Regions from separate parts of the Mus musculus genome. Here regions 2, 3, 4 and 5 are each linked to region 1. The links are chromatin contacts, called in public promoter capture Hi-C maps. All regions are on one chromosome and are shown on one strand. Each heading gives the region's core, a stretch centred on a gene start, on an enhancer-like site or on the middle of the called end of the contact. The rest is flanking DNA. Distances are from core to core; before and after follow the strand shown.

The links. Promoter capture Hi-C pulls out the DNA fragments that hold promoters and counts their contacts.
Region 2: a contact with region 1 is called in a promoter capture Hi-C map of liver, with 8 times the contacts expected there. The contact joins the promoter of Cyyr1 here to the promoter of N6amt1 in region 1. A contact is called at or near these places in 3 of 39 promoter capture datasets (hippocampal neurons and liver).
Region 3: a promoter capture Hi-C map of the 3T3-L1 cell line shows a contact between it and region 1, with 13 times the contacts expected there. The contact joins the enhancer-like site here to the promoter of N6amt1 in region 1. A contact is called at or near these places in 6 of 39 promoter capture datasets (the 3T3-L1 cell line, 3T3-L1-derived adipocytes, hippocampal neurons and 1 more), 1 of 115 datasets of contacts at active chromatin or transcription factors (astrocytes) and 2 of 9 other capture datasets (adipose tissue and embryonic stem cells).
Region 4: a contact with region 1 is called in a promoter capture Hi-C map of the 3T3-L1 cell line, with 20 times the contacts expected there. The contact joins the enhancer-like site here to the promoter of N6amt1 in region 1. A contact is called at or near these places in 10 of 39 promoter capture datasets (the 3T3-L1 cell line, cranial neural crest, frontonasal cranial neural crest and 5 more), 3 of 115 datasets of contacts at active chromatin or transcription factors (astrocytes, cardiomyocytes and embryonic stem cells) and 1 of 9 other capture datasets (embryonic stem cells).
Region 5: a promoter capture Hi-C map of hippocampal neurons shows a contact between it and region 1, with 10 times the contacts expected there. The contact joins the promoter of Adamts5 here to the promoter of N6amt1 in region 1. A contact is called at or near these places in 7 of 39 promoter capture datasets (cranial neural crest, embryonic stem cells, hippocampal neurons and 2 more), 1 of 484 Hi-C or Micro-C datasets (embryonic stem cells), 4 of 115 datasets of contacts at active chromatin or transcription factors (astrocytes, embryonic stem cells and stem cell-derived neural progenitor cells) and 1 of 9 other capture datasets (embryonic stem cells).

The regions. Positions count from the first base shown.
Region 1 is chr16:87,352,912-87,355,458 of GRCm38.p6, forward strand. N6amt1 (N-6 adenine-specific DNA methyltransferase 1 (putative)) reads left to right here and starts at 1,274. Exons shown (of 6, transcript NM_026366.2): 1 at 1,274-1,475. The coding sequence starts at 1,342.
Region 2 is chr16:85,549,106-85,551,652 of GRCm38.p6, forward strand. Cyyr1 (cysteine and tyrosine-rich protein 1) reads right to left here and starts at 1,268. Exons shown (of 4, transcript NM_144853.3): 1 at 931-1,268. The coding sequence starts at 1,003.
Region 3 is chr16:85,679,291-85,681,837 of GRCm38.p6, forward strand. No RefSeq gene overlaps it. Among named protein-coding and RNA genes, the nearest start is that of Gm52244, 120 kb to the left of the region's middle. Within about 2 kb of position 1,266, at least 26 of the 459 cell types and tissues checked have an H3K27ac peak or open chromatin away from gene starts, as enhancers often do.
Region 4 is chr16:85,754,982-85,757,528 of GRCm38.p6, forward strand. No RefSeq gene overlaps it. Among named protein-coding and RNA genes, the nearest start is that of Adamts1, 47 kb to the right of the region's middle. Within about 2 kb of position 1,265, at least 112 of the 459 cell types and tissues checked have an H3K27ac peak or open chromatin away from gene starts, as enhancers often do.
Region 5 is chr16:85,899,855-85,902,401 of GRCm38.p6, forward strand. It overlaps Adamts5 (a disintegrin-like and metallopeptidase (reprolysin type) with thrombospondin type 1 motif, 5 (aggrecanase-2)), which reads right to left and starts at 1,271. Exons shown (of 8, transcript NM_011782.2): 1 at 1-1,271. The coding sequence starts at 413. It overlaps Gm46558 (a long non-coding RNA gene), which reads left to right. Exons shown (of 3, transcript XR_001781962.2): 1 at 1-143; 2 at 977-2,547.

The DNA.
Region 1 (2,547 bases), core at 24-2,523:
ACATTTTAAGGATGCATGTGAAAATAACAAATTCTCGCGGCACATGACACTCTAAAAAAATATTTCCGTATTATATTTAGATGTTTGTGCATGTGTGCACATGTATGCTGCCATACCCTTGGAGGTCTGAGAACTCTAAGAATAGGTTTTCTCCTTCCACTGTGTGAGTCTCAGGGACCTGCTCCATGTGCTCAGGTTTGGCAGCACCTACCTGCCTTTTACCAGCAGAGCTTTCTTGCCATTTTCAAGTCTGTATTTGTGATGCCGCCAGAGAACAGAAGATTTAACTCCCAGGAACTGGAGTTACTCTGTTTGTGAACCACCTGCTGTGGGTACTGGGGACCAAATTCTAGTCCTCAATAATAGCCTTATTCCAGAACCATCTCTCCAGCCCCTTACATTTTTTTAAAGACTATGATTTTCTGTATGTTATTTTTTTGCCTGTATGTATGGGCACAACAGTGACACTGACGCAGGAAGAGCAACAACCTGGAGCTGGGGTTATAGGGAGTTGTGAGCCACCAAACAAAGGTGCAGGAAACCAAACTTTTGTCTTCTTCAAGTGCAGTACAAGGTCTCAACCCCTGAGCACTTCCCCAGCCCTCCAAACCATTGTCTCTGTTTTGTTTCATTGTTTTTCGGAGACTGGATTTCTTTATGTAGCCCTGGCTGTCCTGGAACTCTCTTTGTAGAACAAGCAGAGATCTGCCTGCCTCGGTCTCCAGAGTGCTGGGATTAAAGGCAAGAGCCACCACAGCCCAGCCCAAACTATAATTTCAATGAATGAAAGTGTTATCCATGTATAATATTGTCAAATACAAAATAAAAATTAAAAGTCATAAAAGCTGGGCATGGTGCCACAGCTTTTATAGTCCCAGCACTCAGGAGACAGAGGCAGGTGGAGGATCACTATGAGTTCCTGGCCAGACTGGCCTACATAGTAAATTCCAAGACAGTGAGAATCTGTATAACAAAATTAAGCAAATAAAAGTAGTCATAATCTTATAGATGGGTATTTACATTTCAGTTGCTTAAAAAACAATAAATTTTGTAAACACTATTTTTGCAAGTGCTTACAAGTTTAAAAGGGAAGAAACTTTCCAAATGTCATTAGAATAAAGCAGTCACCTTAGTACAAAATAACTGACGATGCTCAATATTAGGGTAGCCGATAAAAGTAAGCACAAGTTGAAAACGGATGTTAGAGGTTGCTTAAAAGTTCCAGAGAGCCCAACAAGCTCTTTCACCCCAAACGCCACCCAGTGTAAGACAAAAGCGCATGCGCAGCAAGCCTGACGCGTGCGTACTCAACGCCCGCCCATAGGAAGCGGAAGGGAAAAGATGGCGGCGCCGAGTGTCCCCACGCCGTTGTACGGGCACGTGGGTCGCGGAGCCTTCCGCGACGTGTACGAGCCAGCGGAGGACACGTTCCTGTTACTGGACGCGCTCGAGGCGGCGGCGGCCGAGCTAGCAGGGTGCGAGGAGGGTGCGCGCCTCAGGGGGAGAGAACGGGGTGGCCGGGAGGCGGAAGCCGGAACTTGCCGCCCTCCTCCGGAAGTGGTGGGCCGGCCTACTTTCTGGTGATTGACAGCAGAGAGGGGTAAAGGAGGCGTGTCCGGCGGGCTGGGGTTAGAGCATCGCTCAGATGTTCCTGCGGCTTCAAGGTCACCCTGCCCTGCCTTTTAGCTGTTAATCTGAAGAATGTAAACGCGCCTCTGAGGAGCAGCCGGAGTTTAGCAACCAGAAGCAAGATGTCCCAAAACTTTCCTAATTTTCTATTTTAATTTTTTTAAGTGAATATGTAAAACTCGCCTTAGTGCAAGAATAACATCCTCTAGCAAAGGAAGAACACATAAGGATCAGTGAACTATTAAATTCACTCAACCTAGTCAAGGAACAACCACTAGCCGTCTGAGCACTTAAAGTGTTATTGCAACTGGGATTTTTTTGTTTTGTTTTGTTTTTTAATTGAACTGTTAGAATTTTAGTTGCATGTGGTTAGAACTATTAGGGAAGGTTTAAATAGTCACGTGCCTCCGCCGGTAGGATTTTCACTAGCCTGATTTGTTGAAGGATTGGCCATAGCTTTAATTGACATAAATAGTAAATGCCCACATGTTAACTTTTCTGAGAAAAGAATTTGAGCTGAGAACGGGAAAGATGGCTCAGCTGGTAAAGGCACTCGCTGTCAAGCCTGCAGACCTGAGTTCCGGCCTCAGAAACTACTACAGGTTGTTCTTGGAGGTTCAGTTACAATGCTGAGGACCATTCTGCACACATACATATAATCACTCTAATAAAATAGTTTGCCGAAAGAATATGGGTCATTAACTTAATGGCCAAGATTCCTACTGGGTGTCTCCAGAACGAAATAGCCATCATGTTTATTTATATTGTCACTTTTTTTCTGCCTATAAAACCAGTCTTTCTTCATAGATGGTGGAGCATTTTGAGCTACTGGAATATCTCGTGGAGCACTGAATTGTAACTTGAATGCTCAAAACAGCTCAGAAAAATTTACAGCTACAAATTGCATTGCTTCGTATG
Region 2 (2,547 bases), core at 18-2,517, 1.8 Mb before region 1:
TCTTGATACAATGGTGAAATTCAATTCTTTTGCTGTAAGGAGGGAGGCTGAAGGACATCTTCCTTTCAGTTGGAGTGTCTTGTCTTGGCAAGTGAGGGGAGCTGAACAGCTCGGCCTACGCCTAGGTCAGCCTGTGATTCATTGTCTTAGAAAGTTAGAAACACAAGATGCTTTAAGCTTGTACTGTCTGTGAACACGAGGATGCAAGGAGCGCACATGTAATTAAATTTATACTTGAGTAAGCCCTGAAAGGCCACATAAGGCTCTCTATCAAGCTTAGAACAAGGAAAGCACTCTGCTTCATTAATTATCAGCAATTGCCACTACGAATAATTATAAGGAGGGAAACGAGAGGCCTTTCACAAACAGGTGCTTAATCACATTTAAAAAAGAAAAGCATATTTGCCTGGCGAAATCCTATTTCGCCCAGACCGTATAGCTCAGAGCCTACAGTTGTTCAGTCGATTTTGTGGAGCTTCTAAAACAAAAACAAACAAACAAACAAACAAAATACGGGACATGTCTAAAGTAACTGACTTCTAAAAGAGGGGAAAATGGACTATTCCAGATGTCAGTAGCCTGCGATAAATGTAAGAGTCACTAATGCGTTTATTTTGAATAACTTCACCTTTATGTTTCAAGTATTTTAAAGAGTCTCTGGCGGCCCTAGACCAAAGTTCATTTAAATCCTGGCCGTGTCTTTACACTTTTACACTAGCCGGGTTAAATCCCCTTAAATGCGAGCTTTTGAGTTGCTTTACAAACAAAAAAGAAAGCAAACCAGCAAATTAGTAATGTTAAAGGAGAGATGGTGTTTGAGATTGCGGCTGTCTGGTGTTGCCTCCTAGGGGAATCGCCACCCTTTTACATTCCTGCGTTGGCCCCACGCCCCTGGCTGGACCCTCTGTCCCTGTTCCCACTGCCACTGACCTGCATAAACAAAGAGCAGGATCAACTTCGGAAGCAGGACCCCTGGACGCCGGGGCAGCCTCAGCGCGTCCATCCAAGCCGGTGGCCCCAAGCTGCTCTCTAGGACAGAGACCGGTAGACCTGGGAGCGACTGGAGTGAACCCCAGCAGCGATGCGGAGGATACAGGGCGGTCAGGAGAACAGGGATGTGGTCCTGAGAGCAGGGTCCAAAGCCGCCCTGGCCATGACCCCAGCCTTGGCGAATCCGGCCGGCTGCAGGGCAGCTGGGCGCTGGTGGTCCTAGCCCGGGTGAGCTGCCGCAGGGGCTTTATGTTCTGCCCAAAGGTGCTGTGCCCTGGCAAGCAAACGGCAGCTTCTCTGGCGTCCTTGGCCACCCAGGTTCAGGTTTCATCTATGAGGGTGGCACCAAAGTCGGATGGGGGTGGGGAGGTGACGGACTCCTCCCCACTTCGCTGAGTTTTCCTCTATAGAATGGCAGGGTGCTTGGCTCCAGCAGGAAGGAACTTCTGAGTTGTTTGGCTTTTGCTACAGTTTAGCCTACCCCCTGGTTCCACAGGTCTATTGTCCTCTCTGGGCCACAACACTCCCCATCCCTTTTTCTTCTTCTTTTTTTTCTTTCTCTTATTTTATTTATTTAGTTTTCGAAGGAATAGATGGAGGCTTTGGTTTCCTGTCTAAACAAATGAAGATGGGAGTTTCCAGATTTAAAAGGAACGAAGAATATGTAACTATACAAACTAGACGGAAAAGCTTTTCTCACCAGAAAGCTGGTAAAATGTCTATTTATCACACACTTGAAGCGTTTCAAGCAAATTCAGGGAAAACGAATGAAACAAGAGGTGTCTGGCCACTGCTACTGCTCTGGAGTTACTGTCCTATGCAATTAGATAAGAGAAAGAAAATACAATTATAAAATTTTGAATTTAAATATTAGCAAGTAACTTGTACAATTGTATAGAAAAATCAATCAAGGCAGAAACTCTTTTCTAAATCAATTTTTTTCTTTGTAAATGGAAATGCTCAATTCTATGCAGAAAGGAAAACAGAGAAAAAAAATAAAAGAAAATATTTCTCTTCACTAAGAAAAGCCAGTAAAATAATGTGTTTTCCTCGATTATTCTGCAAATTTGAGGATAAATTAGATCTTAATAGGACTGCCAACCTGAAGCTTTGCAGGTAAATTGGCTTCCAAAGTTCATACAGAAAGTGAGTGTGTAAGGACAGGAGATTTTTACAGCCAACTCACTACACTTTTAAAAGATTAAATTGAATGGAAGACATTACCTGTAAGTATAAAACCAAGTAACTAGAAATACTGCTTTTAGGAAGCAATACGCACTTTAAAAGCTAAATGTATCTGCACCTTAATTTAGTCTATCATCTTGGAAAAATGTTTCCCAGTGGATGAGAGCCATAGACCATAGGCTGGGAATATATAGAATCCCTAACTAGATTTACTGCCTGAGGAAGAGCCTGTCATCCACTGCTCCAAGAGAAGCCTGACCGGTTCCCACTCTCACCTCCAGCTAAACACAGTGAAGTTTTAGTGTCATCATTCAAATCTATCCCACTCTGGAAAAACATTTTCACATGTTTATTTCATTTAAGGCAGGGATG
Region 3 (2,547 bases), core at 16-2,515, 1.7 Mb before region 1:
TCCTGTTTCCATTTCTCACTTTATTGTTTTCTGACAACAACTCAAGGTTGAGGTGCCTGGTTCCTTAGCACCTGTGTATCAAAAACTTATGGCTGAGGCTTGGAGGGAAGACTTAGGACATTCTCTCACCTCTCCTCTCTCTTTATGAAGGTCCCAAGAATGTTGCTGGGAGTCTCTGTCTTTGCAAAGACATTACTGAGGCCAGTTTAAGATCTGGAGTACAGGAAGGTAAAGAAGCGCTTTTGACTAACTCTGATTGCTCACTGGCAATGTTGTTAAATAGGTGTCCTATTTAAAAAGCACAGGAGTGGGAAAATTATCAAAGTGGGTAGGCTGAGTAGAAGATTACAGATGAAATGAACTGTGATTTTAAAAAAAACATTACGGTATGAGGCTGGAATGTTTCTCAGTTCATAGGGAACTTGCCCAGCATGGATGAGATCTGGTTCTGTCTCTAGAACCACACAGTCTATTATGGCTCAGGCCTGTAATCCCAGCCCATGGGAGCTAGTTACAGAAGAATCACAGGTTTGAAGCCATCGTTAGTTACCCAGGGATTTCGAGTGGCCATTCTGGGCCACGAGAGTTTCTGTCTCAAAAACAAACAAAACTGCAGTGATTTCTGAGCTTTAAACTTGTCTCTTAGTTATATGTTAAGTACTTTTCAAAGCCACTGCTTGCTTGCTTGCTTTCTTCCTTTCTCTCTTCCTTTCTCTCTCTCTCTCTTTCTTTCTCTCTTTCTTTCTTTCTTTCTTTCTTTCTTTCTTTCTTTCTTTCTTTCTTTCTTCCTTCCTTCCTTCCTTCCTTCCTTCCTTTCTTCCTTTGTTTTTTAAATAAGAATCCCGGTCACACTAACAAGGCCACTGATGGGCAAACAGAGTATGAAACTGGGGCAAAGGGTCGCCACAAACACAGTCATTGTCACAAAGCTGAAATACAGCAGAGGAAGATTGGAATCCAGAATTCTTCTCCCATGAGTTGTCCTGTACTTGGACTCAACATTACTCTAGATTTTGTGATCACAAAGGAAAAGCAGAGTTGCTACACACATTTCAACAAATATCTGAGGCTGGTATGTGTCAGGTCCCATGATGCTCCCAGAGGACAGAGATGGGTAAGTTGGTCCCAGATGTTAATTTTCTCATGAGTGCTTTTCTGACCTTGAACCATGCTGTGAGAAACCTCCGGCTCCATACCCTTCGCCTACCACGCAGTCCCAGCCAACGGGTGTCTAGACAGCACCTACCATCCAGATGCTGCCTGGTGAGCCATGAGGTCACACCACGGGGCAGCTTAGCAGCACTCAGCCTGCTGTGTTGGCAACAGCTCAGGCTTGCTAATTGGGACAGGTGCACAGTGTGATGACAGCAGACCACCCACAGAGTTGTGACACAGCCAGCAAAGGCAAGAGGAACAGAAAGGGAGAAGCAAGGAAACCTGATCTGCAGGCTGGGCGATGATGATTGCCAGAGAAGATTTCGTAGGCAGAGACCCTCGGAGGACGGACGCCTGAGAAGAAAGAGTGACGGTTTTTAGATGGGGATGTTCTTATCTTTAGAGCAAGTGATAGAGGCACAGGAAATGAATCTTTGGAAATATATACAACCACAAGCCTGCTGAAGGATATCATTTGCATATGTGTGTTATCTCTCTCTCTCTCTCTCTCTCTCTCTCTCTCTCTCTCTCTCTCTCATTAATCATAATGTAAGCAATAGATGTTTCCAAAAAGTGTAACAATATTGTTTTGGGGAAGCCTCCTTAATATTGACATTTCAAATAGCTAGATAAGAATTAGTGGTAAAATTAAAGAGCATTTCAATAACTAGTTAAGTGGTGCTTAGCAAAAATGTGAGATAAACCCTCTTAGACACATGTAGAAGTTCTTTAGCTGTCCTTAGATCTTAGCACTATAGGCAAAACTGATCTAATATTGTAAACAGTGGCAGAAAGAATAAGACAAAAATCCCAAGAGTTAAAACAGGGAAAATTATTCAGTCATGGTCAGAGTTTCAGTGAAACAGTGTTCTATTTTTCTTGGGAACTAATGGATCATAATTTGTGCCAAAATGTTTAGCAACTGGTGGGATAGCTAGTATTGATGGCCAGTCAGCTTGACAGGACTCAGAACTGCTGCAGACACAAATCACTGGACACCTTGGTGAGGGAGTTTCTAGACTGAGTTGACTGAGGTGGGCAGACCCACCCTGAGTTTAGGCTGGGGTCCCAGACAGACTCTCCTTTCTGTCCACCACCTCACTCCCGTGACACCCAGGCGAACATAAACCTTTCCTCCATTCAGATGAATCCAGTCTGAGGCTTGATCATAGCAATGAGAAAAGTCACAGCTACACTAGTATTCAATTAAATGCTATAAATGTGTATGTGTGTGTAACGTGCACTTCTGGTAATGTCTGTTAGGCTTTAAGTGAGATTTTAAAATGATGGACATAGAAACACATTGAAATGGTATGCCAGTTATGAAAATGCTGTATTCCTTTACATTATTATGCTAGCTAGGAGTCAACAATATTTATTATCTACATCTTT
Region 4 (2,547 bases), core at 15-2,514, 1.6 Mb before region 1:
GTTTTCAGTGCTTCAGTACTTTAGACTGAGGCTATCTAGTTGGTCACTGAATTCAGGAGAGAGTTTTAAAATGGTGATTAAAAACTTTAATGTCTGCAGCATCGGGTGGCATTTAAAGTCAGAGGCACACAATAGACTTACTGAGGACATAGAAGTGAAACTATGTAGTTTTTAGAGGTTACAAAAAAATAGACTGAGAAGTAACAGGTAGGAGGAAATGGGTATGAAGTTTCCTGGAAGTACAGGAAAGAGGCTTTTGAGCACAAACGACTTCTCCATTGTCAAAATCCATTGCTAGAGAAGAGGGTTGAAGCTTGGCATAGGCTCTAGGGTTGTCTCTTAGTTCTCACCTTCAGAGTGCCTAAGCATGCAAGAGCCACGTGGCAGTTAATATCACTTGTCAGCGTCACAAAATTTAGAGTCACCAAAGAGACTTACCTCTGGTTGTGTCTATAAGAGGTTATCTAGATTAGGTTAATACAAATGAGAAGACTCACATCAGTTATGTACTTGGTTAGCATTGGTCAGTAGTCCGAGGTCTTGGACAGAGCAAAGAGAAGAATGCTAGCTGAGTGCTAACGTTGGTTCATCACCATCATGACTCTGCTGCCAGGGTGGGACACACTCTCAAACCATAAGACAAGCAAACCCTTCCTTCCGAAAGTTGCTTGTGTCAAGTATATGGTCACCACACCAGGAAAGTAGCTAAGGCAGTCAGGACAAGGAACTGGGCACAGGTCAGGAGCATAATTTAGACATTTCTCTCTTTGATTCTCGCTGAAATATATTCACCTCAGAGAAAGCCGCATGGGGCTATTTTCCCATCTGCATAGTTCCCTGAGAAATAGTTTCAAAGTGCGTTTCAGGAAAATGAATGCCTTTCTCCTGAATGCAGCATTTTCTAAGGACACAATTCTCCATTTGTATTATGGAACCCATCCCGAGGGGTCCCAGGTTGAGAAGTCCCTTCCAATACTTTTTCCAGCATCCCCAGAAGAACCCCAGTGGCCTTATGTTGGGAATCTGCAAATGAAAATTCCTCAAGACAACAGTTGTCTTTAAAAAAAAAAAAATGAAAAACAGCATCTGACAAGTGACTAGAAAAGACTGAACACTAAAAGCAACTTCTGTAAAAAGCCCAGGCCACAGAGACAAAGAGATGGTGATGTTCCTGTGACCTAGTAGCTACTATTGTATTAGAGAAGAGGCAGGAAGAGGCCCAAAGGCAGGGGCTGTGAAGTGTGAGGGCTGGGCCTGGCTGGAAGGGGGTGGAGGAGAGAGCTTATGAAAACGTCCTGGGAAGCCTGCCAAAGAGTTCTTTCTCTAGAGATAGCTAGAAAGAGCATAAATAAATAACAGTGACTCACCCCGTGTTATGCTGGAACCCTCGCCCAGCAGACCTTATTTACGTAGGAGACAAGCCTGTGATGACTCTGGTTGTTTGCGAGAACACAGCAAAACCATTGGATCGAGGCCCCCTTTGACTCAGATTACCAGTCTTGAGACTGTCAGTTTTATTTTCTTTGGGAAACTTGGAAAAGAAAACAAAAATCCAAGGGTGACCAGCAGAAACTCCCATGAGATGACAGCGCGTTCAAGACGTGGGACTTAGTGCTGCCAGGGACTGCTTATCAAATCAGTTCCCAAATCTTAGAAACTCACAGCATTTCAGTGATTTTTGAGCAAAGCCATCTGCCGTTTCCGTTCCCTCTGATAAATCATATGGAAAGAATACACTCAAGGTCACTGCTCCCTCAGCCTCAGCAGTCACTTTGCGTTCTCCTTAGCGTCATCATCTGTTTTACCATCACGTGTGTCAGGAGCTGTGAGCATTTTGACATCTTCTGTATAAACAAGCCTGGCATATATTTTCATTTGTCTCGGAGTATCTTTAGGAAACTGTCAGATATATTTTGTTGAGTTTGCACAGGTAGGAAATCATATTACTTGCAAATGTTCCCTTTCCGCTGACATTCATTCAAAGCTTTCATGGATGTGAATACTCTCAAAACATGGCTTCTCTCTATCCCAGCTAATAAGATGTCCCTTCGTTGGCATGATTCTTTCGTAGGACGATGACAGGCCTAGAAGGAAGCAGTCACAAGTATACCCTAAGGCAGTAGTTCCCAACCTTTCTAATGCTGACCCTTTAATATTTACATTACTTGGATCCTCATTGCAGTGACCCCAAACCATAAAACTATTTTTTCCATTTTCATAACTGCAACTTTGCTATTGTTATGAATCGTCATGTGAATATTTTTAGAGATAAAGGTTTGCTGAAACCGTTGTGGCCCACAGTTTGAGAACCACTGCCCTAAATGGTTTTCATTTGTTTATTAGTATGCCCACCATCTCTTTGCTAGGGCTAGAAATTTGAAATTACACAGCAGGTGAAGAAAGGGCTGCATTAAAAGGAGCACAAGGAAGGAATGAATAAAGAAGAAAGGAAAGAAGAAAAATGGAAGGAAAGAAGGGAGGAAGAAAGGAAGGAAAGAAGGAATGAAGGAAAGAAAAAACAAGGAACGAAAGAAGGAAGAAAGGAAT
Region 5 (2,547 bases), core at 21-2,520, 1.5 Mb before region 1:
ACGGTGCCTCTGTAGAAACAGTGACCCCGGTGGCCAGAGGATGCGCTCAGCCCTCCTCCTGCAGTAACGATGCTACCAGCAGCACCCACTGTGTCATCTCTCTCCAGGTCCAGCAGGAACCTCCGGCCGCCCGCGTAGACAAGGTAGCCCACTTTGCCACCGCCAGAGTAGAGTTGGTCTATATTCTGGACCAGCCCGCCGCTCCTGCGCTGCCCGGCCAAGGGTTGTAAATGGCCTCGCTCCCGTGTTTCCTCCCCCTGCGGCTGGTCCGGCTCGGCGGCCGCTGCTGCAGCCTGAGGCTGCCTGGTTTTATCCTGGGCAGGTGCCGCGGCGGGGCTGTCAGCGGCCAGGGACAGGCAGGACGCGCTCAGCAGCAGCAGTAGCAGCAACAAGGGCGCCCACTCGAGCCGCATAGTGCGCTGCCCGCCGGGAGGGGCTGCGCGACTGAGTCTAGCTGGATGCTTGCTATTTGCTATAGAAGTTTCAGGGGCGGGGGTGGGGGGCTCGCCCTCCCACCCACCCACCCACAGCCGCACACTCTACACACTGGCGTGCAAGGTTGAGTCAAGTGTCCAGGAAAGGGTAGGGGGAATCCGCAGCAGAGAGCCAGCCTGGCCTGGCACCGGTGCCACTGTGAGAACTTTTTCTTTGTTGGTTTGGAAAATGTTTGGAATGGAGGTCCAAGAGACGGAGGAAGAAAAATTTTAAATAAAATAAAAGAAAAAAAATTAAATAAAGGGTGGTGTTGGTGGGAGTAAAAGCCAAGAGGTGGAGAGCAACCAAATACAAAAAAGGAGAGAGGCCCAACGCAGACAAGATCTTTGCACAAACAGATCAAAACAAACGAGCTAAGAGAGTAAGAAGGGCGACCGCGCTGGCCCGCAACTGGTGCGCGTCCGCTCCCGCCCCCTCGAAGCCCGGGGCTGGCGGGCTGCAAAGCTTCCAAGCTCCGACCCACTTCCTTTCTTATTCTCAGGGCTTCCTCGGCTCCGCTGGAACCCGAAGGCAGGGAGAAATGAGACGGGAGAAAAGAAAAGGAAAGAAAGCAAGCAAAGGAAACACCTAAAAATGTTTAAAATCAAAAGCTAGGAGGCGGCCTGCGGAGAGCCAGCGAGGCGGCGCGTCCCGGTCCCTTCCGTTGCCGCGTCCTCCCGCCCGGGATCATCCCCAGTCGGCTGCTACGGGCGCGGAGAGCGGCTCAGGCGCTGTGAAGATGCGAGGAGGTGGGACAATGAATTTATAGCGGCGTGCCATCCTGCAATGGCAATTTCAACAATTCGTCACTGCACGCTGCCTCTTAAAGGGAGAGCTTCCCCCACCACTCCCACCCTTCCCGGTCCGCGCCTAATCTGATGGGGGAGGGAGCAGCGAGAGGAGGAGGGTGATCGAGGAAAGGCAGACCGGGAAGGAGGAAGGGGCCAGAACCTAGCAAGGTGGAAGGAGGGACAAAGGAGGGAGTAAGGGTGAGAAAGAGATTGAGAGAGAAAAAGTATTTGGGCAGAAAACAAGAAAATTCTCTTGGCCTCATTTAAAGCCACAGCAACTCCGGTTCTGTGTGGTATTTCACAACCAATCGGGGTTGGCTAACCTCGGCTTACCTCATCTCCTGAAGGGGTGTTTTGGTGTGTTTTTAAAGTCTCTCTCTGCCTCCTTCCCCTTGCTGTTCTTGAGCGGGATATGAAGTTCTTGCTTCATTTTGCCGGCCAGTGCGCTCTGGCCTTGTAGACCTGGTAACTTCACTGGTCAGGGCAGCCGCCTGTGCAACCCCAAGTCCCTCTCTCTTTTCCCTGGTTCTCTCCAGTCGGTCCCGGTAGCTGATTTCCAGCCTCCTCATCTCCTAGCTTGTTCACGTTCCAACACTTGCTGACTTCGGGCTAGGGGTGACTAACTTCTCCCGGCCATCAGCTGAGCAGCCAGGCAGCCACCGGTGCTTCCTGGCGCGTCTCTGGGCATGCAGCACTGCGGTGACCCCAACAGGGCCGGCTGCGGCCTGGGAAGTCCTTGGCTTTGTGTATAAATGGCGGTACTCCCAGCTTTTTTTCCAGGGCATAGTTGGTCAGTGCCCACAATCTGTCACTTATCCCAGCCACTGGAACTCTGAGCTGTAGGATGTCAGGGTGGGAAAGAGTTAACTCTTGAAGGGGAATCTGCACCCCCACCCCAGACTTTTACATTTGTGCTCACACTTTCTGGCAAACACTCCTTTGTTTGTTTACTTGCTACTCTTCTTATAAGTCAGCCACTCACTGTCAGCCCTCTCATTTTCAAAGCTCATATCCCAGGGAAGAATACTTGAGGGGAGGTGATTGGTGGTTATTAGTAGGCAGGTGGCATGGCCCCTGCTACTCAGTTCCTCCATCCTTTGTTTCCTCTAATTATCAATTCTAAGAAGGTGAAAGGAAACCCTAGTGACTTTCTCACAGCAAGTTGACCTGTGCCAGGGTCCAGTACTGGTCTCTGCACACACCCCGGGATAATTTACACATCTCCATCCCTTTTAACTCCACTCCTTCAGAGGAGAGCAGGCACACTTACATAGCTTTTTCA